Linked DNA regions of Salmo salar: region 2 is linked to region 1. The links are chromatin contacts, called in public Hi-C maps. All regions are on one chromosome and are shown on one strand. Each heading gives the region's core, a stretch centred on a gene start, on an enhancer-like site or on the middle of the called end of the contact. The rest is flanking DNA. Distances are from core to core; before and after follow the strand shown.

Region 1 (3,406 bases), core at 307-2,806:
GTTAAACTGAAGATGTCAGGAATATAGTGAAGACATACAAAACACACAGTATAGGTATTTCTGCCTGTAGCAGAAATAAATTGGAATTCTGTAAATAAAATAATACAGTGGCAGCATAATTGATACATTTGCCATTTACTCAACATAAACTGAACAACCAGTCCAGTTAGCATGTCAAGAGAGAAACATTAAGCCTAGTCCTGGACTAAGGAGAATTTTCTATTGATCCATCAGGAGGGTCAGCCCGTCCTTGCATTGGATATCAGACACTGGTTGACCACCTCCAGAAGCTGGGAGTTCTCGAGGGCAGCGGCCACTCTCTCTTTGTCTGCCAGCTGTTTATTGACTGGAACAAAGCAAAAGCAAAGGGTTTAGTTAGGGGCAATTCCACGGTAACTGGGTGACGCTGACACTCAGATACTTCACTTTAAGATATACACTACCGTTCAAAAGTTTGGGGTCACTTAGCAATGCCCTTGTTTTCTATGAAAACATTCATGAAATGAGTTGCAAAATGAATATGAAATATAGTCAAGACGTTGACAATGTTATAAATAATGATTTTTAATTGAAATAATAATTGTGTCCTTCCAACTTTGCTTTCGTCAAAACTTCAGAGGTATGTCACTTTACCTGCATCTTCTGAGGCATGCGTCCCAGGAGTGATGTGCACATCAATCTGCGGAGATATGATTAGGCATAGATGGACATGACACACTATGTTAATGTTAAATGTCCAGACAATGAAATCATATTAAAGCTTGCTCTCCTCTAACAGCTCACCAGAAAGCAGACTTCATTTATTTCACCCACCTTAAACCTTTCTGGCAGGGATCGCAGCAGTTTGACTTTGATGGACAGGCCTATGAGAGTTGCCATGCTGCAGTGGGGTATAGTGGGGGTGAACTCCACACCCACTGTGTTCTCTTGGTCATTTACCTATAAAGAAAAATAAAGTTGGTGGTTTTATTAGGCTAACACATTATGGACTATCTGCTGTCCTTAGTAGCTACACAAGTGTGTCTGTGTGTCGAACTTCTAACTGGGGGAAAAGTTGTGAAAGAAGTTTAACTCACGCGCACTCGCACTTGTTCCACGACGTTCAACTCCTCGAGGGACAGTGGGTGTTCAGGATCATTAATGGATCTGATGAGATGTAGCGTGGGTTAAGGTGAAATCTGATAACACAATGTTGAGAAATTAGCTTTCTTATTAAAGAATTAAGCATCATATGCAAAGTTAATTAGTATGACATTGAAAGCTCAAGGGATGTATCCTTTAAGCTAGCTACACAGAAAGGATATCAAATATTTCTCTGTCGTCGATGGGATCAGCAACATCTTCGTCCTCGTCATTTGCGGTCTGAAGTCTCTCGCCTGTTCGTTGAAAAATCAAGGGATTCGCGTTCTCTAAAAGGGTCCCTCCTGACATTTGTGATGTTGAAATGAAAGAAATACGTATATTTGTTTGTGCTATCGTTTTTTTACTCTGAACCACGGGACTGAACGATCCACTTCCGGAAACTGTAGACGTCAAAACGTACGCAGGCGCAGCGCAGCGATTTAGTGTTATGTTGGATTTCCAGATGTATCCGGCAGGTGGCAGCATACTCATCTTAAATTCTGCAATGTGACTGTGAACTACAATGTTAATGTACAATTGAACTACAATGTTAATATATAATGGAAATGCTACACAGAAGCATGACAATAATGATCCAAGTACAAAATATTGTTTATGCAAAAATAAATAATAAATAAAACAGCAATTCATTTAGCCCTCTTACACATGTGAATTGTGAATCCCAGGCAAAACAGCATTTTACCATAGACTCAAATGATAAGCTCTAGCTAATATCTTTAGTAGCAGTATAAGTAACATCTGACGACTTAGAATACATCTGCAATGCACCATTTCAAAGTCAAGCCTAACCCATAATTGTACAATTAATCACCTGTGTCTGTGAGGGTTGCACATTTTGGGGAATATTCAGAGGTGGAAACTTCCCGTTGGAATTAACGGGAATATATGGGAATTAACGGAAATATACGGAAATTAATATTAATACCATTTAAATGTAGATGTTTGTTGCATTGGATATATTTACAATATCATATGGAGGCAGAAACATAAACCTTTTACCTTATAAGTAGACATAATTGCAAATGATTAAATCCTTCCAATAGAAATGTAAAAAACAATTTAGTTACGAATTGAACTTTAATTAAATGAGTTGACATGGGATGATTTCACTGAACAACGAAAGTCTTCTCCCTGGATCTCCTCAATGTCCACCTCTTGAACATCAGACTCTTCACTGTCACTTTCCAACCTGGTTGAGGATGGCTCGTTGTCAGGCTAAAAAAAACTCAAATTTGCCTGGATGGCCACCAATTTTTCAACCCTTGTATTGGTCAGCCTGTTGCGTGCTTTGGGGTGTGTGTTCCCAAACAAGGAACAATTGCGCTCTGAGGCAGCTGATGTTGGTGGGATTTGGAGGATGATGGAAGCAACAGGGGAAAGAGCCTCAGATCCACAAAGTCCCTTCCACCAGGTGGCTGATGTTGGCACGACTGACATACTGCACCTCCATCCCAAAGCCCTTGCTTGGAAGTGTACTTCGCCAGACTGCCAAGAACCTTTCCCTCATCCAGGCCAAGGTGGCGAGACACGGTAGTGATGACACCATAGGGCTTGTTGATCTCTGTACCAGACAGGATGCTCTTGCCAGCGTACTTGGGGTCCAACATCTACGCTGCGACGTGTATGGGCTTCAGGCAGAAGTCTTCATGCTTTTTGATATATTTCAGAAGTGCAGTTTCCTCTGCTTGGAGCAACAGTGAAGTGGGCAGGGCAGTACAGATTTCTTCTCATACATCTGAACATCAGACAGGATGGCAATGTCTCCCTCAATCCGTGCAATGGCTACTGCTATAGGTTTCAGGAGTTTCAGGTTGCTTACCACTCTCTCCCAAAATACATCATCCAGACTGTGACATGGCCATTTCTTGAAGAAACTCCTAGGCTACTATTTAACAAAAGGTAATGTATGTCATATCAAATAATATTCACCAATATAAACATGGTGTCTACTGGCTGTCAACCATTAAAAACATTTCTAAATATATATATTTTTCTACAATCTTAATTTTTGAAAAACTCACTAGCTTCTAGAACTCTCGTCTTCCTAAAATGAACTCTTCTAAAATTGTTAATAAATTGTTAGTGTGTATATATAGTCTAGTGAGTGTGTATATATAGTCTAGTGAGTGTGTATATAGTGTGTATATTTAGTCTAGTGAGTGTGTATATAGTGTGTATATAGTGTGTATATATAGTATAGTTAGTGTGAATATAGTGTGTATATAGTGTGTATATATAGTGTAGTTAGTGTGTATATAGTGTA
Region 2 (3,406 bases), core at 660-3,159, 140 kb after region 1:
AAAACCTAATGTAGAAAGGAAACCAGGCCTGTGTCTGCTAAATAAACACCAGATGAATCAGGAGAACTCACTGGAGTCTATCTGAACTGGGGAAAACAGGACAAACAGAGAAATAAGTATAGCCTATCTTCATTGGGCCACCGTGCAAAAGAGGGAAGTCAAATACTTAACCCATAATAATCCTATTCATACAGAAGTGATTGCAATTTCAGATTATGTGATGTTTATCTGATCTATCAATGTCATTCTGTCAGTTTTCTGTACGTTCATGTTTTTATTGTAGCCTACCCCTGCCTGAAATTACATGAAAAAAAATTCCTAAAAAGTAGACAATAAATAATAGCATGACACGCAAATTGAATATGTAGCAAAATAACATAATATCAATAATTTAGACCTATTGAGCAGTAAAATTGAATTCTGTCTTAATTCAATTCACAATGGAAACACTGACAATTTACCTGCTAACAAGAACGTCGGCAAAAGGAAGCAGTAGAGCAGTCCACATACCACCTGAAGCTCCATGAGGTCGCGTCCCAAATGCACTGCTTAACTCCAGTCTACAGCCCCGCTGACATTCCTCGACGGAACGTTACATTCCACCCAAACAATTTTAATAAACTCAGTCCGCAATAACTGTTCATGGTTTTAAAACAGTCTTTTGAACCGAGAAAATAAAGCGGTGCGGTCATTCCACTAGGCAGACAAATGACTTCCAAAAGTAAACTTTTTCAAGTTTCCAGAGTGATGGACTAATGAAATCTATTGCGGTTCTTGTTCTGTAAATCCACAAGACATCTTCACCTCCTCACAATGCGGGGATATAAAATGTAATCTCACGAAATTGTAAACAAAACGAACTACCAGCTCTCCCGTATTGAAACAACTCTCCTCTCTTGCCGCCCCTTGGACTGAATATTCCCTGTAAAGCAATATCTTCCTGGAAAAAGTGATTCACCAGTAGGCCTACTGCAACAGATGAACTGTTCTTTCAGTCGCTGTAAATCCAATTCACTCTCACTGGGTTGGCACTTCCTCTGAATTTTTTCTCTCTCTTCATAACCTAACTAACAATTTTAATGTGTGTTTTCGAAAGCAACCTGTCCACGTGGAAGACTATCCCACAAGCATACCCAATTAATGTACGGTCATTTCGAAAGAAACGAATTCATTGTCAAACTATTCAGCTATTCTATATCATAGTTAACGCATGTTTGAACATCTCTCAATGACAGCACCATCGCCTGCGATTTTCCTACTTGAGCACATCGTCGTTTTGCGTTGACACATGACACTTACAAACTTTAGCCTATGGCAGGAAATTATAGGTGAAATATTGCTATGTGACACTCCTACCCTACCTTAACTGCGTAGTAAAACCAGTAGCCTATGAATTTTGAGATTATACACATAAAACTCGTACTCGGTAATCTTTTGAAGAAGTTTCAAACTACTGTAACCTGCTTGAAATTGATTCTACAATCTTCTAAATAAATATTGTCTGGTAAATCATTAGCGTCATCTAGCGGTACACCAAGCCCAACTCATCACTCTCACACTCACATCAAGAAAACCCTCTTCAAATAATTTCCATAAAAAAAGAGGAAGCAGTCAGATAATCACACTACTTAACTCATAGACATCCAGAATGCATGACCTACAATAATCTCAAATGTACATGGCCAGATAGGAAACCATCACCAACTCAAACTCAAAATATAGAAATAACATAGCATTGACCTACCGTACAATAAAAAGTACACATTTTCACTGCATGCAGATACAAATTATACACGAGGGAAACTAGTAAAAAGAAGAAAAAAGCAACCACCTTTGCACATGAGAACACAGAATCCTACTCATTACTTCACGTTGCCTTCGGCCAGAACGGAGCAACTGGCTCACGCGGTAATGTCTAGATGCGATACAGCTTTTGTCAAATTGATGTAAAAATAAAAATAAATGTTTTTGCATTTTAGCTAACCCTAACTATTTTCCTAACCTTAACCTAAATCTCCTAACCTACTTTAATGCTCCTAACATGCTGCGTAAATGATCCTAAACCTGCTACGAAAAGTCCATTTTGACAAAAGCAGTATCTCTTCTAGACATAAACGGCTCTAATCAAATGCAATCAACGCTAATCAGGAATAAAATCCCATCAATCACACAATCGTTTCTAAACTACCTACCGCACTGTCTTTGACACAGCCTTATCAACAACTGATTCGTTCAAAAGAGTTGATACACTGGCCAATCACTAAACACATCTATTTGAAACGCGGCGGGAGGAGGCTTGGGAAGGTCACGTGTCCATTTCGCGCGAAAGCGTGTTGACGTTCCGGTCATATAGACTTTGATCAGGTCTGCATATATACCTCGGTGGCTCAAGCTGCTGAGTTGGACTTTATTTATAGTTTGGTCATTCGTCTTTCCTGACCAGAAGAGAATTGTGTGGTTCTAGATTGGCATCATTATGGCTCAGGCGCGGGTCACCGATTTTTACGTCCAGAGAAAGAAAGATGCTGGTGGGGCTGCGCATGGTGATGGCAATACAACCCAAGTTGTGGACACTGTAACAAGTCATCCCAGCACAAGATCAACTCGGTCGAAAAGCAAGAATGCGGCATCTACAACAACGGTTATGATAAAGACTTCAAAATCCACATGTTCTGAAAACAGTGTACAAGAGGAGTTTTGGAGGGTTATTGACGAGGCGACTTCGGTCGATAAGGTGGAGAGAGTGTCTGCTGTGCTGGCGAGGACCGACTCGGAAAAACAAACACTTTTCCCCAGCCCTCGAACTCCCAAGAGGACCTCTGCAGATGCTGAGTTCGATATTGGATCAACTGTATTTACAACCACTGCTGACCATATCATCGCAAAGAAGCGTCTTCGGATCGGGGCAAAAAAACATTCTATCGCTGCAGGGACAAGTCCTGGGCGGTTTAAAGTTGTACCGAAGTCTGTCAGGAAGAAATTGATTCTCTTCAAAGACGACGAAAAGGTAATGTTGGCTTAATAATGGCGTATTTTCGTAGGCCGCCATGGGGTCATTTTAATGTTTATATTTTTATAAACTGCGTAAATTAAGGTGGTGTGTGTGTGTGTGTGTGTGTGTGGTAAACACAGGCTTAGATCTCATAACTACGTGTTGTTCTAAGACAATCTTCATCAAAATAACGTCACTTTTAGGTAGGCTAATCAAAACAAGTACAACGGCTTAATAAAGGTCATGTTAACTGACTGATATTATAGTCATAAGCTAGACACAACAGACCTCACAACAATTCATTTTTATTTTCCTAGTTTGGCTACTAGTAGCTAAATAATTTGAAAACATTGAAGGGGGCTGAATATTTACAACTTAACCTTTTTTTTTTTTTTAGGAAACCCACCCTCTGGT

Evidence for each region. Hi-C and Micro-C count contacts between places; a contact is called where the count stands out from the background.
Region 2: a contact with region 1 is called in a Hi-C map of gill, with 5 times the contacts expected there. The contact joins the promoter of LOC106562059 here to the promoter of LOC106562058 in region 1. A contact is called at or near these places in 2 of 3 Hi-C or Micro-C datasets (gill and muscle).

What each region holds. Positions count from the first base shown.
Region 1 is chrssa11:14,835,234-14,838,639 of Ssal_v3.1, forward strand. It overlaps LOC106562058 (cytosolic iron-sulfur assembly component 2B), which reads right to left and starts at 1,557. Exons shown (of 5, transcript XM_014126601.2): 1 at 1,305-1,557; 2 at 1,077-1,156; 3 at 814-939; 4 at 634-679; 5 at 1-346. The coding sequence starts at 1,431. The coding sequence ends at 240.
Region 2 is chrssa11:14,973,859-14,977,264 of Ssal_v3.1, forward strand. LOC106562059 (piezo-type mechanosensitive ion channel component 1) reads right to left here and starts at 1,910. Exons shown (of 50, transcript XM_045689069.1): 1 at 1,832-1,910. The coding sequence starts at 1,841. It overlaps LOC106562060 (DNA replication factor Cdt1-like), which reads left to right and starts at 2,477. Exons shown (of 9, transcript XM_045690351.1): 1 at 2,477-2,575. The coding sequence starts at 2,477.